Linked DNA regions of Mus musculus: regions 2 and 3 are each linked to region 1. A link is a contact called in public Hi-C and HiChIP or PLAC-seq data. All regions are on one chromosome and are shown on one strand. The core of a region is the stretch at or near the end of the contact, and the rest is flanking DNA. Distances in the headings are between cores, read along the strand shown. Region 1 holds the start of Pprc1 (peroxisome proliferative activated receptor, gamma, coactivator-related 1). Region 2 holds the start of Borcs7 (BLOC-1 related complex subunit 7). Region 3 has its middle 4.4 kb from the start of Gm29595.

The links. Hi-C and Micro-C count contacts between places; a contact is called where the count stands out from the background. HiChIP or PLAC-seq counts read pairs in DNA pulled down with a chosen protein or histone mark.
Region 2: a contact with region 1 is called in a Hi-C map of B cells, with 12 read pairs. The contact joins the promoter of Borcs7 here to the promoter of Pprc1 in region 1. A contact is called at or near these places in 1 of 39 promoter capture datasets (pre-B cells), 1 of 484 Hi-C or Micro-C datasets (B cells) and 1 of 115 datasets of contacts at active chromatin or transcription factors (pancreatic cancer cells).
Region 3: a contact with region 1 is called in an H3K27ac HiChIP or PLAC-seq map of microglia, with 8 times the contacts expected there. The contact joins the enhancer-like site here to the promoter of Pprc1 in region 1. A contact is called at or near these places in 6 of 115 datasets of contacts at active chromatin or transcription factors (embryonic hindbrain, embryonic stem cells, microglia and 2 more) and 1 of 9 other capture datasets (embryonic stem cells).

What each region holds. Positions count from the first base shown.
Region 1 is chr19:46,054,658-46,058,927 of GRCm38.p6, reverse strand. Pprc1 (peroxisome proliferative activated receptor, gamma, coactivator-related 1) reads right to left here and starts at 2,389. Exons shown (of 14, transcript NM_001081214.1): 1 at 2,185-2,389. The coding sequence starts at 2,337.
Region 2 is chr19:46,687,269-46,691,567 of GRCm38.p6, reverse strand. Borcs7 (BLOC-1 related complex subunit 7) reads right to left here and starts at 1,662. Exons shown (of 5, transcript NM_025563.3): 1 at 1,483-1,662. The coding sequence starts at 1,620.
Region 3 is chr19:45,305,741-45,309,799 of GRCm38.p6, reverse strand. No RefSeq gene overlaps it. Among named protein-coding and RNA genes, the nearest start is that of Gm29595, 4.4 kb to the right of the region's middle. Within about 2 kb of position 1,664, at least 59 of the 459 cell types and tissues checked have an H3K27ac peak or open chromatin away from gene starts, as enhancers often do. A contact at or near this core is called in microglia, where this site is marked.

The DNA.
Region 1 (4,270 bases), core at 1,140-3,639:
AAAAAAAACTACAAAAAAACCAAATAACTTGTTATTTCCTAAGACCATCATAAATCCTGCCAAAAGACAGTGCTGCCTTCTTTTTTTGTTTGTTTGTTTGTTATTTTTCCAGACTGGATTTCTCTGTGTAGCCCTGGCTGTCTTGGAACTCACTTTTGTAGACCAGGCTGGCTGGCCTTGAACTCAGAAATTCGCCTGCCTCTGCCTCCCAAGTGCTGGGATTAAGGGCGTGGGCTACCACGCCCGGCAGCACTGCCTTTTTTTGATCGCGGCACTCAAGAGGCAGAGACAGGAGGATCTCTAAGATTAAGATGATAGCCAAGACTTCACAGGGAGAAACAAAAAACTCATTCAATGGTATCTTACCGCTCTTAGCATGGGATTTAAACTCCTTACAATGGCTTATGTCTTGCTCTTCCTGCCAGCCTCTTGAGCTTGTCCTCTACCATCCCACCCTTCTTCTGCTAGGCTGGCCTCAGTTCTTCCCATAAGCCATGCCTTTGATCTTCACTTCCTATTCCCTTTGAGAAAAGTTTTTCACAGGGCCTTAGGAGTCTCAATTTAAAAGGACTCTTCCATTTGTAGACTTCAAACTAGATTTCTGATGACTACATACTCCAAACTAACCTGCACTTTCCTTCAGCTTTACCCACCACTATTTATTATGTCTCTCCTGAGTTAAACTTAGGATACTGCAAGGATCACATCTGTGTGGTTTAGCAACATCAGTACTTAAATATGACACCCTGATAAATACTGAGTTGACAGACCATGTAACTTCTACTGTTGCTGGATCTTGGACCCCTACTGTCTCTCCCAGATGATGAACAGTGCTGACCACAGATGTTGTAAAAAGTTGGAGGAAAAAGGATGGTTGATCCCAGAGCATGCCCCAAAAGTCATTCCCCCCTAGGCTGTTTTGCTGGACCTAGTATTACTGGGAAGCCTGCAATCAAACCTCGTATGGGGTTGCTGTCAAAAAGACAACTAATTCCTGCTCACTTCACTGCAAACCTGATTTGAGCATTTTCGGAAGCCCAGCACAAAACATTTTTCCTGACCCATTAAATGTTCAACTACATATATTCAATAGTTCTCAAACCACCTCTCACTTTTTCCTATCTCCATGAAAAACTCCAAAAAGCCTCACACAGACACAATTCCCGAAGCTGTAGCTGAGAATTCACCCAAGCACGCCTTAACTATCTCCTCCCCAAAAAAGATGCTAGAAACAAAATGAGGGGAAAAATTAAACTAGTCACAGGTTAGTTGACACTCCCATGACCCTTGAACCACACATATGAAGGACTGCAGGCAACCAAACCGCCAATGTCTATGACACACAACTCACTCCAAGACGGTCAGACAGAAGCCTCCACGAACTCCTTTCTCCACAGCCCTTTAGTCTCAAATCCTCTAATCCTCGCCTCACACCCTGACATTTCTAGGAAGCCGACTTTGAGAACATCTGGAAAGTCCACCATCTACCGACAGAAGGCGTTGTAGACGCAGGCGAGAGAGAAAAAACTCCTAAGGCTCTGAGCAAAGTTGCCTCCAGCAGTCCCTACCTCCCTCCAGACCAGAGGTCCCAGCACAGGCTTTAGAGATGGCGGGAGCGGCTGAGACACACCCAGTTCCCGGCAGTGCAACTCCGGCGCGGATACTAGATGCCCGACAGCCTGGGACAGGAGCCACGTGGACATCCCTTCCCCGCCCCCACGTGGACCCGCGCCCCGAGCTCCCCCCGCCCCCGCCGGCGAGCCCTACCCACGTGGGCGCCCGCGCCGCCTAGGGGGAGGGGGAGGCAGACAAGTTCTCCCGGGAAATCGTCCCCCCCACACCCCACGTGCTCCGAAAAAGGAACTACGGCGCCAAGCTGGTGAAGCTCCTCCGGCATCCTTAGGAAGAAGTCTTAGCCTTCAACTCCAATCCCGAGTCCCTGACGCCCCATCTAGGGCCACCTTTCTGACGCCCGACACTGTCCCTCTGGCGTGCCCAGGAATCGCCGCAGGGTCCCTGGCTCTGCTGCCATACCCTCCGCAGACAACTTCGGTCTTTTCAGCCCTACCCAACTCCCGCAGCATCGGCACGCAAGTGCTTCCTCCCTTTCCTGTGGCGTCCACGTGTCACCGCCCGGCACACGCCGCTTTGCTGCCAGCCGCGGGCCGCCGGCCACCCTCTCACCTGCTCCGCGGCGCTCACGGAGCCCCCGGTCCCATACGGCGCTTGGCTTCGACTCGCCCAACTGCCGCCACGCACTCCACCGCCAGGGTCAGGACCCGGGCCCCCAGTCGGAGGCGGCGCGACTCGGTCTCTCCGTCCCCGGCGCGCCGCCATCTTGGCCCCTGAACACCCAGCGCTGCTCTGATCGCCGGCGCCGCCTCGCCCAGCCGATTGTGGGAAAGGAACTACATCTCCCGAAGGACACTGCAAGACTACGAATCCCAGAAGACCATGCAGCGAACCACTTTGCAACCTGGAAAAAGATAAAGGCCCTGACCTCCCTCGAGGATTTCTGGGAATTGTAGTCTATGAAGGAAGATTAGCGGGTAGTGCTGTATGCGTATTGTAGGGCTCACTTTTGACCAAGCTGCTGAGTACGCAGTAGTAAGGAAAATATCACTTTATTTTTTGTTAAATTGCCCAGATGTTAGACCTCTTTGTTTGATGTTCTTCCTCCTGTACTTTCCTTCCACCTTACTTCAAGTCGACCGCTGTTTTCAAGCAGCACCCCCAAGTGGATACTCCCAGTCTAGACACTAACCCTCAGCTAATCTCATACTGCAGCACTAGTGCAAATGTTTCTATAAAAATACCGCATCTTCCATTCTTTCGCTACAGTTACTCAGAAAACTAGGTTGGTTTCTCTCTATCAAACTTCTTTACTCCAGAATTCCTTGCCATCCTTCAAGTGTTCTTCACCGAACAGTGGCGGCGCACTCCTTTAATCCCAGCACTTGGGAGGCAGAGGCGGCAGATCTCTGAGTTCCAGGACAGCCTGGTCTGCAGAGAGAGTTCCAGGACAGCCAGAGCTACACAGAGAAACCCTGTCTTGAAAAACAAACCAAGCCAAACAACCAAACAAAAAGTGTTCTCCTTCCCTTTGTTTCTCTGCATGGAACTTCTAACCTCAAAATAGCCTTCAAGTCATATTTAATGTAGGAAAGCTTTTCTGATTATCCCAGCCAACCACGATCCTTTTCTGTATTTTTACACTTCATTCCTATTTCTAATGTTCATTCATTCGTCATATTTTCAGTTTTTTAAAGCAACACTTATTATTACGAAACCTTAGATTATTGGAGGGGGTTAGAGAGAATGCTCAGTAATTGCGATTACTTGTTCTCTCAGAGTATCTAGCATCCCTTGTCAGGTAGCTCACGAACACCAATAACTCCAGCTCCAGGTGATCTTTAGATCAGATTTTCTTTGGGGGTGGGGGGAGGGTTATTTACGTATGCATGGCATACACATATATTTGATACATTTGATTGCCAATGAGATAGCTCAGCAGCTAAAGGAACTTTGCCACCAAGCCTGAATTACATTCCCAAAGTCCATTAGAAGATGTGGTGCGGGGCTGGAGAGATGGCTCAGCAGTTAAGAACACTGACTGCTCTTCCAAAGGTCCTGAGTTCAAATCCCAGGAAACACATGGTGGCTCACAACCATCTATAATATCTGATGCCCTCTTCCGAGGTGTCTGAAGACAGCTACAGTGTACTTACATATAACAAATAAATAATAAATCTTATAAAAAAAAAAAAAGATGTGGTGCAAGGGTTGAAAACTGACTCTCTAAAGATGCCTTTGGGCATCCACACGTGTGCACCCACCCTTGCAAACCCATAAACACAAAGTCAATAAACCTATAGGTCAAAAAAAATTTTTTTAAGATTTATTTATTTTATGTATGTGAATATACTGCCACTGTCTTCAGACACACCAGAAGAGGGCATTGGATCCCATTACAGATGGTTGTGAGCCACTATGTGGTTGCTGGGAGTTGAACTCAAAACCTCTGGAAGAGCAGTCAGAGCTCTTAACTGCTGAGCCATATCTCCAGCCCTGGAAAAAAAAAAAAAAAGAACCCAAATTATTTGAAATAGTCCAAAACTGGGGGCTGGAGAGATGGCTCAGCAGTTGAGAACACTAGCTGCACCCAACCATCCCTAGCTCCAGTTTCAGGGCATCTGCCACCCTCTTCAGTCCTTCACAAGCACTTCATAAAGGTAAAACATTTATACCTACAAAAAAAATAGTAAGGTAG
Region 2 (4,299 bases), core at 413-2,912, 630 kb before region 1:
CAGTTTCGGACAGAAACTTGGATGGTCCAGCTTGGTAGCACACACTTTGTCTTGCTGAGCTATTTTGCTGGCCCCAAACCCACCTTTAAAAAGTTTAAGCCTATTTATAGCATTTCTTCCCCCAATTTGTTTATCTAGAAGAATGTGTGTGCACATTTGTATGATGTATGCAACATTTTACATACACATACACTTTCTACAAAAGAAACAGAATCTAGAAATAGCAAAAAAAAAAAAAAAAAAAAAAAGAAAGGAAAGTCAACTTGACTGCCAACAAAAAACGACCCAGGAACTCTGTGCAACCATGATAAAGTGTCAAATGGTGAAACCATGATTTGCATAATTTATATCTGCAAAAAAAAAAGCAATATAACAATTCTTTAATTTCTTCAAACTTTCCCCTGACACAGATTCCTAAAAGCAACGTGTCAGATGGGACCACATGCAAAACATGTCACCAGAGATCATCAGGTCAGCAATGTCAACAGCTGTTATACAGTAAGGGCGAGCACTTCTTGTAATGGGATTTTTATTTTGTTTTGCAGCCACTGTCAGTGAAAGCCAGCTCTTGCTACACTGCAGGTTTAAAGTAATATAAGTCAGATGTTGTGAACATCCATGCACAGATCCAAAGGCCTGAGAACATAGTGTGTCATTATTGCAACTACATAGGAAAGCAGGTGCCGTTCCTATGAAAACTAAGTTGGAAACGGTAACCACTTGCCGAAGGGTTACTAAGGTAGGGGTTACTAAGGAAGGTGAAATTGGAAGTTTTCTAAGCAGTCCCTTCTGTATCCCAGGTCTCTTGAGAGCTCAGACTAAGGTGTGCCCATTAGGCACCGCCATACGTTTAATTTTCCATTAGTAAATACATACCAAAGACGAGGTCATTGCATCTCATATGCCCGTTTACCTGTCCATGAGCGTGTGAGTTGTCTCATGAGGAAAAGTGTATGAACATGTACGTGTCTTTGTGTGGGCACACGGTTTCTCTAGGGCAGATAACGACCTCAACAAGCAGCGTGTACGTGTCATCAAATCATTCCATTCATAGAATCGGATGGAGGATGGAGAAAGGGGGAGGAGATGGTAGGGCAAAAGAAAAAGCTTGTCTAGGAAACAGTGAAGAGCTTGGCCAGAAATATAAAGAATAAACCCACAAAGAGAGAGGTGTAAGAAATCTTGGAAGTTGAGGCCATCGCCAAGCCGAGATTCGAAAAGCGACTGATGTTCACTACAGACGCCCATGAACACAAACAGGCACTGTGTAGGAGCCGCAGCTCATCTGCCCGCCTGTGCTTCTCCCCTTCCCACCCATCATCTCTTCCAACTACAAGCATTCAACCTAAACTGAAGAAACTCACCCAGAATGCAACACGCGCCTGGGCCAAAAGCCTACACTCCCCAGGATGCAATGCGCCGCCTCTCCCGGAGCCAGCGCTGGGAGGAGGACTGGGCCCGGGGAGCCCACGCCCCGCTCACCTCGGAGCTCCGCGAGCCTTTCAGCACCTGCTTGGTGAGCGCGATTACATCGGTGCCACAGGTGTTCACCTTCTCCGTGAGAAGCCCCTTCACGGACTGACCAAATCGGGCTTGCGAATCCGGCGTCCCAGTCGCCATCACCTCAACTAGCGATCACCCGCAGCCGGACGACGGCGAGTCCCTGGGGCCAAAAGAGACGCAACCGTCCAATCGTGCGAAGAGGAAGGACCGCATGCGCTTAGCTCAAACTGCTTACTAAAATTACTTAAAATGTTCAGTTGATGGACATGGAAGGAGGATACCGTTTAGGCAGGCTACCCTGGAGGGGATAGAATATAATTTAGGTGAATCTCTAGTTTAGAGTCAGAAGATCTGGATAGCATCCCAAGGAGTGATGTGGCTACAAATTACTCAACCCCTGTGTCTTCTGTTATCTGTTTTAGGGCCAGCACTGCGTTACCTAGGCACATTAATACAACTCTGTCAGAAGTTCAGGGTCTTTCTTGGCTGTATAGCAAGTGGAGGCCGACCTGTGATACATGAGACCACATCTATAAAATAAAATATCTATAAAATAAAATAGAGACCCTGTTCAATTCTAACATATTTTATTGAAATTAGCAAAGGGCACAGGCCAAAGAAAATGAAATTCAAATGACTAAGGTAAAGAAATGTCAACATCATTAAATTCTGTGTGTGTGTGCGTATGTGTTTTCAAGACAGGGTTTCTCTGTGTAGTCCTGACTGTAGACTAGGCTGGCCTCAAACTCACGGAGATCCATCTATGTGTGCCACCACCACCTGGCTTTTTTTTTTTTTTTTAATCATTAGTAGTTTGTATTTATGAATAGCCTTTTAATTAAAACTCTGCTTATAATTACTTTGGAAGCAAGTCCTACTATGATGTTAGGTCCCTGGAGTATACCCTTTGAAGGGATATTGTGATCCTGGTCCCTTTTTGTCTCTCTTTCCATCCCGACCTTGGAGTGAACAACCCTCCACCACATGGTGCACTGTGGTGCCATAATCCCAAAGCAATGGAGTCAAATGATGTACACTGGGACCTCTGAAAGAAGTGGATAGCAATAGGAACTTGAAAATCCTAAATTGAGAGTCTGTAGAGGTTGGTTAAAAAAAAAAAGTTCATCCAAGAAAATTCTTGGGCTGGAGGATGGCTCACTGACTGCACTTCCAGAGGTCCTGAGTTCAATTCCCAGCAACCACATGGTGGCTCACAACCATCTGTAATGGGATCTGATGTCCTCTTCTGGTGCATCTGAAGGCAGCTACCGTGTACTCACCTAAATAAAATAAATAAATCTTTAAAAAAGAGGAAAAAGAAAAAAAATTCAAACAAAATTTTACTGTAGGTCAGCTCTGCTTTCTGTACATTTGTTTACTTATAGTTTATTTCTTATTTTTATTTTATTTATAAGTATGTGCCTGCCTATCTGTTTGTGTACCATGTGGACGCGTGTGCCTTTGAAGGCCAGAAGAGGGTGTTTGATCTGTGCAATCAAAGTTACAGACCTATGTGAGCTCTCCAGTGTGGGTGCAAGAAAGTGAACCCAGGACCTCTAGAAGAGCTGTCAGTGCTCTTAACCACTGAGTCATGTCTCCATCTTCAATTTTTTACTTTTATTTATTTATGTTCAAAACAGAGTCTCTCTATGTAGCCCTGGCTATCCTGGAACTCACTCTCTAGACCAGGCTGGCCTTGAACTCATAGAGATCCTCTTGCCTCTGCCTCTTAAGTGTTAGGATTAAAGGCATTTGCCACCACCACCTGGCAATTTATTTTTACTTGTGTGCATTTTTATGTGTGTGTTGGGGGAGGGGGAGTGGTTTGTGCACATGCCTGCAGGTGCCCTCAGAGGTCCCAAGGCAGCATCAGATACCCTGGAGCTCAGGTGGTTGCAAGCTATTCATAAAGGGTTGGGTGCTGGGAATCAAACTCTGGGCTTCTGCAACAGCAATGTTTGCTCTTATCCATTGAGCCATCTTTCCAGCTACTGTTTATTCTTTTTAAAAAACTTGACACATGATTTACCTCGTTATGCACAGTCCTTTATCTAGTATTACTAACTTGCTGGCTTTAATGTCATAGCTTAACACTAACTTCATATTTTAATTCTCCCAGGCTATTGTTAGTACCGCTGAATAAGATGTCTCTTCGTTAGTTTTTAAGACAAGTATGTAGCTCAGGCTAGCCTCCAGCTTACAGAGATCTACCTGCCCTTTCCTCCTGAGTGGTGTGTGTTTAAAATCATGCATCATGACAACAGAGTTATTTCAGATAAAAATGTTAAAATCCCAATAAGCCATGTTTAAAGCCTAAATTTATTACAGCTGTGGACTTTCTCCTTTCCCAGCTATAAACCTGCAGTTTTCTAGGACTCTAACAAATAAGATCATTAAAATGTGTCTTAACTTCCGGGTACCACAGTTGTGTCCCGTGGTCTTACGATAGCCACTGTAATCATAGGTAAATGCTCTCATTTACTGGAAGAAAGAAAGGTTCCTTGGCAACTGTGATGGTTAGCATTGTCAATTGGACAGGGCCTAGAATTACCTAGAAGATAAGCCTAACTTGGCTGCAAGGGATTACCTAAATCAGGTTAGCCTCTGATTTGTATATGAAGTTTTAACTAGATTAGGTCAACCGCTGGACACATCTCTAAGGGATTATGTAGCTAGGGTTAGCCTCTGGACAAGTCTATGAAGGATTATCTAGATTAAGTTAGCCTATAAAGGATTATATTAGGTTAGCTTCTGATGTGTCTCTGAGGGATTATCTAGATTAGGTTAGTGTAGCTC
Region 3 (4,059 bases), core at 415-2,914, 750 kb after region 1:
TGAGAGGTATAAAGAGCGGCAGGAGCTGCAGACAAAAGTGTGTTTTGCGTGGTGGCGCATGCCTTTAATCCCAGCACTGGGCAGAGGCAGGCGGATTTCTGAGTTCGAGGCCAGCCTAGTCTACAAAGTGAGTTCCAGGACAGCCAGAGCTATACAGAGAGACCCTGTCTCCAAAAAAAAAAAAAAAAAAAAAAAAAAAAAAAAAAAAAAGTGTTTTGGCTTGGTTTGCTTATTTATGTAAGAAATCACTGCTCAAGAATGAATGGAAGGGGTTGGGGATATGGCTTAGTGGTTAAGAGCACTGACTGCTCTTCCAAAGGTCCTGAGTTCAAATCCCAGCAACCACATGGTGGCTCACAACCATCTGTAATGAGATCTGACACCCTCTTCTGGAGTGCCTGAAGATTGCTACAATGTACTTGCACATAATAAATAAATAAATCTTTAAAAAAAAAAAAAAAAGAATGAACAGAAGGGGCAGGAGACTAAGTTGAAAACAGGCTAGCTTTCCCAAGGTATCTTTGCACCAGAGAAATGGGCTGCAAGTGTGAAAACTTCAGACCACGCGAGTGGCGAGTGCCTCCATATGGACTCCACAGTGGATAGAGGACCTGAAGGAACCTTGTGCTTATAGCTGGATGGGGCAGTTCCCATGGTCCTCTGCTGCCTCCCCCTGGAGAGGGCAGGAAGGGAGTTCTGCCCTCCTTCCAGCCGGATGCAGCTTGCTTTCTCTTCCTCATACCTGCCCCACCCAGCTCCTGGAGTTCAGACACTGGATTAAGGATCGCCAGAGAAGCAGACATGATTGAGATGAGAGGGCAGAAGGAAAGAAAGGGAAGGAGAGAGGCATTGATTTATTGCTGTGAAGGATTGGCTCACAGATCATGGAAGCTGAGAAGTACCAAGATCTGTCGCTAGGAGCTGTCACAGTAGAGCATAGTCTTAGTCCTGAGAACGACAGGTGGGAGTCCTGGTGGGAGGCTGAACCAGCAATGCCACCTCCTAGGGCAGGAGGACAAGCAGAGCTTGGTCTTCTGCTCTTTGTTCAGTGGATTGGATGCTGCCCCTCACCTGAGTGATGGCAGATCTTCCTTCTAGAAGCCGAATGACCAAAAGTGAACATTCTCCTGGGAACACCCTCACAGACATATCCAGAAATAACATTTTATTTATTTTTTTTTTTGTCACATCACACACACAGACGAGACAGACAGAGAACTTAGATATACCCAGCCTTAATGCTCATATGACAGATCCTGGAGTAGGGACTAGTGGAGGGTGGGGGTTGGAAGGTGGAGTGCACCGTGGGAGGTTGGTATGGATTGGGCAGGGAGAACTCAGTCTAGACACTCGTTCAAAGTCTTAAAAACACTTGAGGAGCAAGAGAGTGGGCAAGCATAAAGAGGGAGACTTATTAAGTAGAGAGTCTGAACAGGGGGCCTCCTAGGGGGGAAAGACAGGGCAAGGAGCTCCTCTCAGAATCCTATAGTCAGGCCTTAACCATCTCTGATCTGAGTGAGGGGTGGGCTGGCTCAGGCCTCCAAGGGCACCCTGAGAAGGAGGCCATGAGAATGGTTCATCTTTCTTCCTGTTGGTCAGTGGATAGGGCAGGCAGAGCCTGGGCTGCAGGTCTTCACTTCCACTTCCTCTTCTGAAGTCTAGAGTCGCTCAGACTCAGTCATTGTCTGATGAAACCACGCTACCACACAGAAGTTCGCTACACGCTCCCAAGTGTGTGAAGGAGATCAGACTAAAACATCTGTACCTCACCCCACATCCAGGACTCAGGGGAAGAAGGGTCAAACCAGTGATGTGGCTTCCTGCCCCTGGCTTGGTGTTCTGAGTCTGGTCTTAGAACCTCTTGTCCTTTGGTAGCATTTAAGGTCAGAGTAGGTGGGAGGGTAGATGCGTTGACCGTGGGAGGCCTGCCTCTGTCCCTATCTTTGCCCTGCCAGTTCTCAGTGCCCTTTGGAAGTTTATAGTCATATAAATCGCAGAGTCCCATACCAGGCTTAGAGCCTGTGACTATAAATAGACATGAAGTAAACAAGGTGGCAGATGCAGGGGCTTGGGACAAGACAGAAAATCTGCCCCTCTTCGCTTGGTCAGGGGCCAAGGCACATCCGTGGAAAGGGATAGCTTCTCTCTTCACCTCTCTTCCCCTGACTGCTGGCTTCTGGCTGCCCATGACTCTGGGCTTCTAGTCCTTTCTCTCTGGGGAATATCATCCAAGGCGATTTTCCGCTCCAAGTCTCCCTACTGGCTTGTTCGGTTTCATCTTGGCAAGTCAAGAGGACGGTGGGGTGTCTCCATTACTCTCACTACCCCCGCCCCAACACTCACATGCTGGCTCCTTCCACCTGCTTCATACTCTGTACCCAGTTCCTCTAACAAGTCTAAAAAGGTGTTGCCCCTGCTAACCACAGCTCTACCACCAGGGGTGCCCGGATTCCTCCTCTGCTCTAACAGCGGAAGGGATGTTAATGCTCTCAGGCAGGCAACTTACTAAGAAAACTGGAGAAAGGAAACACAGAATCTCACTTCCTAGCCAATATTCCTTGCCCAAGTACAGATCATAATAGCACACAGATTTCCTGCCATTGAGATTGACTGACAGCTGCCTTGTTAATTGGAGTTTCTTCCCATCACTCCTGGGCTTTGGCGCTGGATCCCAGGGCAGAGACAATTTAGGTGGCACTGCTTGGTGATTCTAGCCTGCCTTTCTTCAGTCCCACAGCTGGGCTGATTTACTGCTCTGCACTTGTCCTGGTCACAGCAGTTCCTCGACTCCAAGTGTCCCTTGAGAGATTTCAGGCTTCACTCACTTTCAGTACAATTAACTGTCTTTGTCCATCTCAGAAGTCTGAATATTCAGCCCTGAAATAGCTTTACTCCTTCCCAAGTCCAGCTCTCCAAACACTATAGAAATTAGAACAGGCCAGACAGTGGTGGCACACTCCCTTAGTTCCAGAACTTGAGAGGCAGAGGCAGGTGGATCAAGGACAAACCTGGTCTACAGAGCATGTTCCAGGACAACCAGGACTACGAAGAAATTAGAACTGGAATGTAGTATTTTCCTTTTCCAGGTAAAGAACCTAAAAGCAGAGAGGCTCAGTGCCAATCACAGTGAAACAGCTAACAGCATCCTTGATGACAAGGCTCATGCCCAGGCTGGGAGTATTTCTCTGTAAAGCTGGGATCTTTATCCAGACCTTCAACCTCCCAGCTCCTGGCAACTTTCTTTCATCCCGAGAAACAGCATAGCTGCTTTCATGGGTCCCTTATCCTCTGAACCCAGTCTCCCGCCGTCCGTCCACTTAAGCAGGGAAAGGGAAGAGAGGGGTTCTGAGCTTCTGTGAATGTGAATGTATGTTTCTCTGCTTCCAGCTCTTTCCAAAGCCCATTCCCTGAATCATCTGATAGCTTGTTGGGCAGATGATCCTGAATCACATCCTGGAAGTCTATCTTCATAAGGCCTGGAGAAATGGGAGTTATCTCTCCCCTGTGGGACTCCGCTCTTTCTCCTCCAAAATGTCAAGTTCCTAATTTGTTTATTTTTGAGTCAGGATTTTATGTAGTCCAGGCTGGCCCCGAAAGCACTGTGCACCCAAAGATATCCTTGAACTTCTGATCTCCGACCTTCACCTGAGATGAGCAAGTGTGCATTTGTGTTAGTATCCAACCTAGGTCTTCATGTGTGCTAGCCAAGCCCTCTATTAACTAAGTTACAGCCCCAACCCCGAGTTTCCTAATTTGATTGGCACAGAAAAACCAAAACTGCTTTAAAAGTGATAGCACCTGTGTCCTAGATGTGCACACACTCACTGTACATATGCACTGTGCTCTCAGCCCCAGTCTGTTTGAGAGGTCTTAGTCTGCTCCTGCTGCTATAACAAAATGTAAGTCACTAAAAATTATTCCCCACACTGTTCAAGGCTAGCAGAAGACTCAGGGTCTGGTCAAGGCTCCCTCTCTGCTTCATAGATGGTACATCTTGCTGCACCCTCAAATAGTAGGGTATAGACAGATAGGCTCCCCCAAACCCCTTCTTGTTTTTTT